Linked DNA regions of Canis lupus: region 2 is linked to region 1. A link is a contact called in public Hi-C data. All regions are on one chromosome and are shown on one strand. The core of a region is the stretch at or near the end of the contact, and the rest is flanking DNA. Distances in the headings are between cores, read along the strand shown. Region 1 holds the start of CEP85L (centrosomal protein of 85 kDa-like). Region 2 overlaps MCM9 (DNA helicase MCM9).

Region 1 (5,469 bases), core at 922-3,421:
ATAGAGATGAAAAAAAAAATTATTGGAAAGGCATGTCCTGACTTACCAATGGTTTATCACTGTCAAAACTGAGGCAAAATATATGCTTTGTAAAGATATCCTGTCCAAATTCCTCCAACTTGGGTACTGTTTATAAAGTATTTCCTACTATAATCTTTGCTACAGTGAAGGTATAGAAGCTGCAATACAACCTCAAAGTCCTTCCTTCAGTAACTTCTAAGCACTGTGATGTTTTTCTTCCTCATGGAAAACAATGGAAGAATGGACACAATGATTGGGTGATATTATATCTCCAAACATATTATTACAAATCTATTTTAAGAGGTTAGGTTACAAAGATATTACAGATGGCTTTTGACATGTACAGGTAAATTGAAACCACTCCCTCCAACCCCTAGGGATAATGAAGTGTCTTCTCATTTACTGAAGTTACTTTGATTGCAGGATCTCAAATACTCAGTAAGCATCAGAAACCTCTTAACTGGGGTCTTCCCTTCTTGGGACAAGTAATATACATCTTATCAGAAATAATTCCCACTCACATTTTTTTTATTAAATTCCATTATTTCTAAAAGTGCTGCAGGGCCAAATTTAAAAGAAATATTTTAAATCTAACTCTGGATTTTAAAATTTACATATGTCTCCATTTAAAAGGATAGTACAGATCACTACAGCCAACAATACTGTACTATATGCCTGAAATCTGCCGAGAGTAGATCTTAAGCGTTCTTACCACTCACACAAACATATGGTAACTCTATGAGGTAATGAATAGATTAGCTAACCTGATTGCGGAGATCATTTCACTATATATATATATATATATACCTGAAATATATCAACATCAAGTTGTACACCTGAAATATACGTACAATTTCTACTTGTCAATTACATCCCCCCAATAACTGGTGAAATTATACATGCCTTAAAAAAAAAAAAACCACATCGCAAATTTCTAGACTGTAACCTAATTACCTTCCTTATTTGAAATGTTAATAGTAACTGAGCCTGATAAATTTCAAATAGCAGGAAGTACTAGCAAAAAGAAAAAAAAGAAAAAAAAATCACACTTCCGAATACTGCTTCTACCTTTTTTTTTTTTTTTTTTTTTGCAAATAGCTTGTAATGTCTACAAAATGCCAGGGGCAGGTGGAACTCAAACATTTTGCGGAACAAGGTTATTTAGGGGGTCCAGAACCACCTAAAATTGTAGGAAAAATTTGGGGTCCGTATTTATGGCAATCCCCCCCCCCCCATAAAAGGCCTATATAACTTTCAGCTTCTCGAAAAGGGCTCAAGATCCAAAGGGCCTGGAGGAACCGTCAGTGTCAAGTAACTTGTCACAGGCCAACCCAACCCTTATTTAAAAAAAAAAAATCTCGAATTGGGGCGGCGCGGGGGGGGGGCTATTTACCCTAATTTTGTGGCTGCTACACAACTCGGGGGCAGATGCGGGCGGGACGTGGCTGCGGGATGCGCCGCTCCCCGCGCACAGGGAACGCGCGACCCCGGCCCCCCCCCCCCCCCGGGGCGGACGGGCTCCCGCCGCACGTGTCCTCCGCGGACGCCGGGGCGCGCTGCAGGGGGTGACCCGCTCTCCCCGCGGGGCTCGAGTCCCCGGGCTCCCCCGCGGAGGGCACGGCGCCCCCCGGGCCTCCTCCCGCCCCCCGCGCCCCGGCAGCAGCTGCGGGCGTGGGCGCAGCCGACCCCGGGCCTCCCGGGCCGCCGCCGCCGCCGCCGCCTCCCCGCCCGGGCCCCCGCGAGCCCCGCCATCCACGTCGGCCGCACGGCCCACGGGGGCAGGGAGGAGGCCGGACAACAAAGCGCGGCCGGCGGAGGCCCGGGCCAGGCTGCGGTCGGGGCGCGGGGGCCGCGGCCCGGGGAGCCGGGAGGGCGGGACGCGGGGCCGCGCGCGGCGGGGCGGGCGGGGCGGGCGGCGCCAGATGTCAGCCCGCGGGGCCCGGGGAGGCGGCCGGGGAGGCCGGGGGGCGGGCGGCGGCGCGTCCCGAGGCCCCCGGGTGGGGTGGGGTGGGGGGGGGGGAGGCCGCGGCGCCCACGCCCGCCGGGGCGGTCCCGTTACTCACCCGCAGGGAGGCTGCGGGCTCCGCCGGGGCTGTCCCGGCCGCCGGCCTCCGGGGCCAGGAGGCGCCCCCACATCGCGGCCGGGGCGGCCGGGGGCGCACGACTCCCCGCGTCCGTCCTCCCGCGCCTTCCTTCGCCCGCGGCTGCTTCGGCGGCGGAAACTTGCGCGGAGCCCGCGGCCGCGGCGGGAGCGGGAGGGCGGGGGACGCGCCGGGCAACGGCCGCTCAGCGCCGGGCGGGGAGCGCAGGGGCCGGATTCGCCGCGGCGGCGGCGGCGGCTGCCATGGCCGAGCCCGCGGGGCTGAGAGGCCCGGGCCGGGGAGGCGGCGGCGGCGGCCGGGTGCGCGGCTGAGCCGACGCTGGGCTCCGAACCGCCAGGCGAAGTTGCAGCTGCGGCTTCTCTCCGCCCCCTGCGCCGGCAGAGCCGGAGCCCGAGCCGGGCCGGCGGGGGCGGGGCCTGGCGGGGGCGGGGCCTGGCGGGGCGGGGCTTGGCGGGGCGGGGCCTGGCGGGGGCGGGGCCTCGGGCGCTTACATAAGGCGTGCGCGGCGCGGCGCGGGGCGGGGCTGCGGCGCGGGGCGGCCGGCGCCTGCTGCGGGGTGGCCTGGCGGTCGCCCTCCCCCCGCGTCCTCGCGCTCCGCAGGCCGCGAGGAGGGGGTGCGAGGAACCGGGGCCCGGGGCTGCCTCTCTCGATACCGCCCCCCTGCGCAATCCCTCCGGCCCTCACCTGGGAGGGAGACGTGGACACCCGTCTCCGCAGCCTGACTGCTGGAGGTGAAAGGCCAGCCCGGGAGGGCGTGAGGGACTCCCTCCCCGTCTCATTTGGGGTTGGGATTAAAGTCCTCATGCTCTGCAGAAACATCGTTGAGAGATGACTTTGGGGGATAGAAAATAAGTCTTTTTTTTTTTTTTTTCCGGAATTCTCAAATTCAATGGCGAGCTGTATGGGGGCGGGGCGGGGGGGCAGGTTGCAGACAGCTACCGTGCACGAATGTGCGCAGGAAAAAGCAGAAAAAGAACAGAGTGTTCAGGGCGGGGCCGTGCATTAAAATCTAGTAGCCGGGGGGTTCAGATAAGCAGAGAGGAAGGAGTCAAAATGGCACCAAAGCAACTTCTTCACACCCTACACCTACAGCTTGACGTTGCTCCTAAGAGTATCCTGGGGGAGGGCAAAGGGTGCAGCGCCCTCTTCTTAGATCTTACCTTTCATTGGCAGTATTAGGATCCTCGTGACATTTCGATACAAAAGAGTTCATTTAATAAATATTGGTGGAGGGATCCCCGGGTGGCTCAGCGGTTTAGCACCACCTTCAGCCCGGGACGTGATCCTGGGTCCTGGGATCGAATCCCGCGCGGGGCTCCCTGCATGGAGCCTGCTTCTCCCTCTGCCTGTGTCTCTGCCTCTCTCTCTGTGTGCCTCTCATGAATAAATAAATTAAAAATCTTTTTAAAAAGGGGGGGGGGTATAGATATTGGTGGAGCGCTGTAGAAGAAGGCGGGTTCCACACCTGGCACAAGAATCAGAGATAAACTAAAAAGCAAGTCCCTACCCTCCACAAGACTTTGGGTTCAGCGATGCTTCTTCCTGTTCTGGAAGTTTGCTAACAAAGGTCTCCTATTTCTACTTAAACACTCTGCAGTTGGGAAATACTGCTTAAAACTTTTGGAGGTTAAGTTACATTTAGTTGTGTAGTCTCTTGCTTACCACATCTGTGTTATAATTCATCTGATTGCAGTCTCCCACCGGTAGAGTTCCATTTATTTCTCCAAATCATGAGCAGTTGGTCCAACGGGTCAGCTTTTTTCTGAGGATAGATGGGGACAGAAACATGGAAGGATGTGATTCCTTTTCCTGATTTAAATGTGCATAGCTCATTCGAGTAGTTTGGGTATTCAAGTTGAGAAAACTTAAATAGTTGAGGTTCAGAAAGAAACCTAAAAAATAATGATAATAAATTCCAGAAAGAATTATCAGAAGCTATACAGCTATATCAAAGTAGCCTTGTGTTCATGATTTATCGTTACATTCAGTTACAGTATTTATCAAACACCAAACTTTTTTTATAGAGTTCCAAGAAATGAATGAATGATCACAGATATATCGTGGTCCTTTGTGAGTTTAAAATATATTTATTATTTCAAAACTCTGCCAACTTCTACTCAATTCCAAGTAGTGTTTAAAGAAAAAAAAATCATTTGCTCATTTTCCTACATGTTTTTTACCAATGTGAAGGGCATGCTGCTACACACACACGAAAGAACATGTGAAGCTGAGACTACGTAGAATACTTCAACACCTATTACAGAGTAAAAGGAAATAATAAAAACATATTTCTATTTTGGCAGTTGGCACCAAAGATAAAAATTTTTGTGTTCCTACTAATTAAACTTGAAAGGCTACAGATCTAATACAATTAAAATAACGTAAATAAGTGAGAATATTACGTATATGAAGTAAACTGTAACCATATTTTTATTCATATAGATTCTGAGTATTACTGAAATCAGATTCCCCCACACGCACTATCCATAGTTCTCAGAATGATTAAAATTTATCATAGCACAGGTTTAAGAGCCTAAGAACTACCTATTACCAAGCCTAATGTTATAAATAGGCATAGTTTTGTAAGTAATGCAAATAGTGACTGTGCGCATGCGTGCGTGTGTGAGGGGTAAATACTGTTGCTTAGGTGAAATTTAGATACTTAATGTTTTCGGAGAGGACTTTTTAAAAATATAAACTAGATCACAGAAGAGTCAAACAGTACCAAAAACATCATATTTCATATCAAATCATATTAAACGCATTTGAAACATTGCATTCCAAAAAATATTAATTAAAAATGAAACATAAGTGTTGCATATATAAACTCTTTGGCTATGAATCTCTGATCTGATTAAACTATTTTACATATATTTTTCTTATATAAATTTATCATATTGGGCAAACAACCAGAGAATTGAAGAGTGATATTACAGAGGATAAAAGTAATATTTTAAAATGAGAAGAAATATCTTGTGCATAATATGAGCAAAACTCAAGAGAGGTTAATTTTTACAAAAATATGAAATATCAAAACCAACAAAATGTAGAAAAACTATCCAGTAACAATTGAAATAGCACCTAAAGAACAATTGCCACTTGAGAGGGACAGATTTGTGAATGAAGTCTAAAAATTTCCAAGGGACAGACAATTCTGGTATATCAAGGGTGTTACAAGGACTGTGATCTATAACCTCTTCCAGATCATAAAATGACAAGTTACTGAATTTATTGTGGGTTGTTGTAATCTCAAATAATCATTTATAATTATTAAAAAAAGGGAAGCTAAGAAACTCTTGCTTTTGACAATGGATTTGAAAAATCTTGATTGGATTCTTAGCAGATA
Region 2 (5,469 bases), core at 793-3,292, 120 kb after region 1:
AGTTAACCTGCAGTGTTAGAGTACAGTATACAGTATAGTGATTTAACAATTCTATATACTACTCAGTATTCATCGTAAGTGTACTCTTAATCCCCTTTATCAGGTCTAAATCTGTATTTGGCTGGCTTGTTTTTGTTTTGGTTTGTTTTGAAATGACAATGGAGATCTGAGTCTTGGGATTTCTTCTGTAATCTAGCCTGGGTAGGACACCAATATCTTTGGGGTGAATATGAGTTGCCTTTAATGCACAGAGATTCTTATCTGACCCAAAGACTCCCAAGTTCCTCCTACTGGCAAAGGAAGTTAGAATTGGTTGGGGGTGCGAAACACGTAGGGTGTGGTGACACCAGGCCTTGCAGTGAGGAGGGGACCTAGTAGTCAGGACCTGGCAGCTCTGGCCACATGGTCTTCCAGCATCCCGTACAAAAATGCCAGCAAGCCCATACCCAGAAGGGGTCTCTCCATGAACTAACACCAACCTTAGGATCTTAAGAGCTCTCACGAGGACAGAACACGGGGGAGGTGGGCAGCCTGCTGCCCATTATGCTTCCACCTCCACATATGTTTTTCTGTTCAGCTTTTGGTCCTGGAATCCTAAGTCAATGTGCATTTGAGAGGCAGGGCAATTTTCTAGGATCAACAGAGTATTTTCTGAAAACTGTTTCTCATAATTATGCAAGCTGACTACTAAGTGTGGTTAGTGCAGTGACATGTACTACATATGTCCCTTAGATGTGATAATGAGATCAGTTAAGAAAATGTTTTTAAACACCTCAAAATTGACCTTTGTAATAAAATACATTCTATTTTTGTCAGGTGCTTTCCCTAAGTCGTGCCTAACTACCTCCAGGTCTCCCGGCTCTAAGGTGAAGGCAGCTTCTCATGTACAGTCAACACTAGTGAACAAACACTGGGGAGGGAAAAAAAGAGAGGCAGGAACGTGGAAATGTAGGTTAGATGGTCATTCTTCTCTCAAATGTCTTAAATGTCTCATTCAGTATGTATTCAACATCCACTATGTGCCCGGCACTCTGCTAAAATACTGGGGACACAGCAGTGGGTTAAAGGTGATGAAAATGCTATGGAAAATTGGGAAACGGGGGAGGAATGTTTTGCAATTTGAATAGGTTATAGTAGGCTTCACTGAAGTGACGTCGAACAAAATCTTGAAGAAGGTGAGTGTGACCACCTTCAGGGGATGAGCAAAGCATAGATAGAACAGTAAGGGAAAAGGCCCGGAGGCTGGTTCATGTCTGGAGAACTACAGTAACAGCAAGGCTGGTGGTAGCAGGTGGTAGCATGTGGCCAAATGTGTAGGGCTTTAGAGGTCTTTATTATAAGGACTTTTTGGCTTTTACCTGGAATGGGTGGGGAGCCCTCCAGGGGGCGTCTAGCGTAAAAGTTATCATGACCTGACTTCATTAACAGCATCACTTTGATTATTGTGCTGAGAACAGCCTGTAGGGAGTCAAGGAGGGTGGTAAGGTTAAGAAAGAGTGGTGGTTTGAATTGGGGGGGATAGCAAATTTGGTGAGAAGTGTCTAGATTCTGGATATATTTTTAATAGCTCTTTGGATTTGCTGAGAGATGGGGTGTGAGATACAGGAGAAAGTAAATTGTGAAGGACAATTCAAATGGTTGACCCAAACATTGGAAGGATAGAATATCCATTTAATTTACCAAGATGGACAATCTGGGAAAGGAACAAATCTGGGGGGGGGGGGAGACAAGATCAGGAGTGTAATTTGGAATACGTTGAGGTCCAGATGTCCTTTAGATAACCAAGCAGATATATTGGATAGGAGTTTGCTACTGGCATCTGGAGCCCAGGAAAGGGCATCATCAGCCAAGAGGTAGGCTCTGAGAGCCCCAAGATTCCATGAAAATAACGGGGATAGAAAAGAGCCCTGGGCCACTCAAACATTAAAGGTCTGTGGGAAGAGGAGAAACTAGAGAAGTTGCATAAAGACCGAGGAGGCCGGAAGAGGTCAGTAAGAAAACCACAGGCATGTGCTGTCCTGGAGGACGAGTGATGAAAGATTTCAGGGAGGGGAGAGTCATCAGTTCCATCAAATCAAGTTGAGATCAGGCCAGAGAATGAGCACTGAAGGTCACCTTGATAAGGCTGCTTGGACGCAGTGGTGAGGCCAAAAATGCCACGGGGTGGGCTCTGCAGTGGGGATAAGAACTGGAGACAGGGCACAGACAACTCTGAGGGAAACACAGACACAGTGAGGGAAATAGAGTCAAGCGAGGTGTTCTTGTTTTGTTTTTTTGAACCAATGGGGAAATGATACAGGAAGGCAGGGGCCTGGGGAGGGTGCTGGGCCGTGTCCAGAAGGGGCAAAGTGAGGACTTTCTTCTGGGTGATACTTTCCTCTCTCACTGTAGGAATTAACATCACTAACTATGGTGGGAGGACTTCAGTCTAAAGCAGAAAGGAGGATATGAAATGGAGAATATCATTCAAGTGCCTCTGAAGAACGGAACTTAAGAACAGAGAGCCTAATTTCCTGGAAATGCAAGACACAGCTTTACCTTCTGACCAGGGAACATCTGCCAGGAGTCTCTCCTCATCCTCAAGCCAATGACCTTACTTTTTGAACCCTGGCTGGATGACCCCATCTTTGGACTCCTTGCCCATACATACAGGTCATCCCAAGCCCTCATCAGATTCCCCATGACTTGCAATAGCATGTGTTTTCCAAATTGCAATTTCTCTGCTATTCCCAAGTAAACTAGGTTTCTGGTAATTCAAGCTTGCCTCAGTTTACCTTTTTATTTAGACTGACACTAATAATGTAACTTTGGTCAGGTTATTTAGTATCTCTAGGCTACAGTTACCTAATTTATAAAGTGAGAATAACAATACTACCAATGTTAGAGATTGCTGGGAGGATTAAATGAGTTAATACTACTATCATCTAAATATTGAGAAGTGCTTCAGGAATAATTAGCAAATAGTAAGCAATCTAAATAGATAACTTTTACCCTTTATCAGTAGATATTTTTAATGGAGCAATAAAAAGTGAGGGGAGTTGAGAAGTATGTTCTAGAACCTGATTTTTCAAATAGTGTATGTTAAAGACATTCTTTAAAAAAAAAAAATTACTTAGAGGCACCTGGCTGGCTCAGTTGAGAGCATGCGACTGTTGATCTCGGAGTTGTGAGTTCAAGCCCCATGTTGGGTGTACAGATTACCGAAATAAATAGACTTAAAAAGAACACTCTAAAAAAAAGAAACACACATCTCTTCTTTAAAAGAAACTACTTAAATGTCTGAGCTTTTCTCCTATTTGTGGAGAATCACAGTGGATGTCACCTGAATTATGAATAGTATGGATGTGAAAATCAAGTGTCATGTATTAAATATGTTTTGAAAAGTAAGTACTAATATTGATTGATCCTGCTGTGCTGTGATTAAAATTTCATCAGGGTAAACAAGTGCTTAAAACCAATTCAGGAAAATTTCAACTGCTATGAATTTAATTCGTGGTCAAAGTTTCTTTGAAATTTAGTTTATTGTAGCATTTTGGAGAAAACTATTGTAACATCCATATGTTAAATTGAAATTAAAAATTCATGGCTCCTATAACTTTAATGAACACATAATGATGTTGGGAAGAAAAATGACTGGACAGTGTTTGGCAGGTGACTTCCCATTCAAGGATGGGTTGTTACACAGATAACGTTATTTTTCCATCTTTACTAGTTCTTAGGAGCAAAGTCTGTAAATTAAGGAGTCTCTCCAGGAGTTTCCTGTGCTCCAGGGAACAGTGTCATCCCCCTTCCCAGAGTCATCTCGAAGGCAGCAAATCAAAGGTCTCTGATGTGCCAGGGCCCTCAAGGCAGCCTGGGGTTTCCCTTCTTACAAAGCAGTTTAATTTCCCAACAATGATAAAACAAGATTGTTAACAATCAATGTTATGTGAATCCTCGATTTAAAGTTATCCTGGACTAAGGGTTACAATAGGCCTATAACACGCATCTTCCTCCCATCACAGTGGATCTAGTCCCTGCTTTGTTGGCAAAATCATGAAGTCGAAAATTTGGAAAATGTTAAAAATCTATCTTAACTGCAGAGATTATTCCTAAAGCAGAGTTTCCGGGTAATATCCTTTACATACTCCCATCTATTTTGATTTTCGTCCAAGTATTTCTAAAACCTATAGTAATTATGATGATAAATTTATGCAGGAAAATGGAAGCCTGGTAACGAGTGACACGGCGAACAGCTCCCCCCGTGGCCGCAAGCCTGAACTGCACTTCCAACAAGCCCAGAGAGGTTTGCAATCCTTGGAAAACACCTGGTGGCTGTCAGGTCAGGTCAGGCCAGAATTTACATGGCTCCCTCAGGAAAGATGATCCAAGTACGCTTAGAGACAAGCTCTCTCAACCAGTAAATAATAAAGGTTATAGAATTACAGAACCTAAAACACAGAAGTGTGACAGACTGGCCAGGGCAGGCCTCCCACCCCATTGTGGAGACTGACTCTGACTCTGCCCATAGCTCTGGGTGCTACTGGCACCAGGTGGCTGTTCACTCCCACAACCCTTCCACATCCTCTTGAAGCAAGTGAACACTGACCCTGAATCTGTAAGATGAAGATGGGTGAATTCTCTGGAAAGATGAGAAAAAGGGCACAGCTGGGAGCCAGGCCCCAAGGTAGATTAAAATCTACAAGGAACCCAGGGCAGAGAAACCCTGAGTTAGCACACAAAGCAAGTCAGCAGAGAGTAAATGGTAGCACTCTCACCAAAAGCAGCACGACAAGGGACCTTGAGAACCCCAGAGAAGCCAAGAGAACTTTCTAGTTCTAGGATTGTGTAGCCTGGTCAGACTTTGTTTCCTGCCCTTAATGAGATTCCCTTATAGGGAATTTTTTTTCTTTTTTTGTAAGATTATTTGAGAAAGAGAGGGTGGGAGCAGAGGGGCAGGGAGGGAGGAAGAATCTCAAGCAGACTCCACACAGAGCACGAGCCCAACTCGGGGCTCAATGCCAGGACTGGGAAATCATGACCTGAATGGAGACCAAGAGTTGGGCACTTGACTGTGCCACTCAGGCGCCCTTACAGAGAACCGTTTATTCCATCCAGCTTCTGAGTTTTCCCTTTTTGTAACTTGGTAATACCTGAATCGGAAATGTCTAATCCTCTGCTTCTCTGGAAAGATCCTTGAAGACAGCAAGGTCACACGGCTGGCTAGTGATCGTTCTAGAACCAGATTTGCCCGATTCTCAATTTGCTAGGCTACCTGGTCTCCTTTAGGTATCAGCAGGCTGAGAAAGTTAGATCTGAAGTATTAAGCAGTATTTCAATACAGGCTGGCTTTATTATGAAAGTCCTAAATTAAACCATGCTTATTTGCACATAAAAATGCACCTGCTACGAATGTTGCTTTCTGGTGGTTCAACTTGGCCAAGGCTTAATTAAAGTTCTAACCAAACACAGAGAAGAGTAGCCTAAAAA

What was found. A called contact is a pair of places that touch in the nucleus more often than the background predicts.
Region 2: a contact with region 1 is called in a Hi-C map of blood, with 1.7 times the contacts expected there. The contact joins the enhancer-like site here to the promoter of CEP85L in region 1. A contact is called at or near these places in 2 of 9 Hi-C or Micro-C datasets (amygdala and blood).

What each region holds. Positions count from the first base shown.
Region 1 is chr1:59,197,817-59,203,285 of UU_Cfam_GSD_1.0, forward strand. It overlaps CEP85L (centrosomal protein of 85 kDa-like), which reads right to left and starts at 2,172. Exons shown (of 13, transcript XM_038526648.1): 1 at 2,085-2,172. The coding sequence starts at 2,157.
Region 2 is chr1:59,315,334-59,320,802 of UU_Cfam_GSD_1.0, forward strand. All of the region lies in intron 12 of MCM9 (DNA helicase MCM9), which reads right to left. Among named protein-coding and RNA genes, the nearest start is that of ASF1A, 61 kb to the right of the region's middle. Within about 2 kb of position 2,043, at least 1 of the 20 cell types and tissues checked has an H3K27ac peak or open chromatin away from gene starts, as enhancers often do. A contact at or near this core is called in blood, where this site is marked.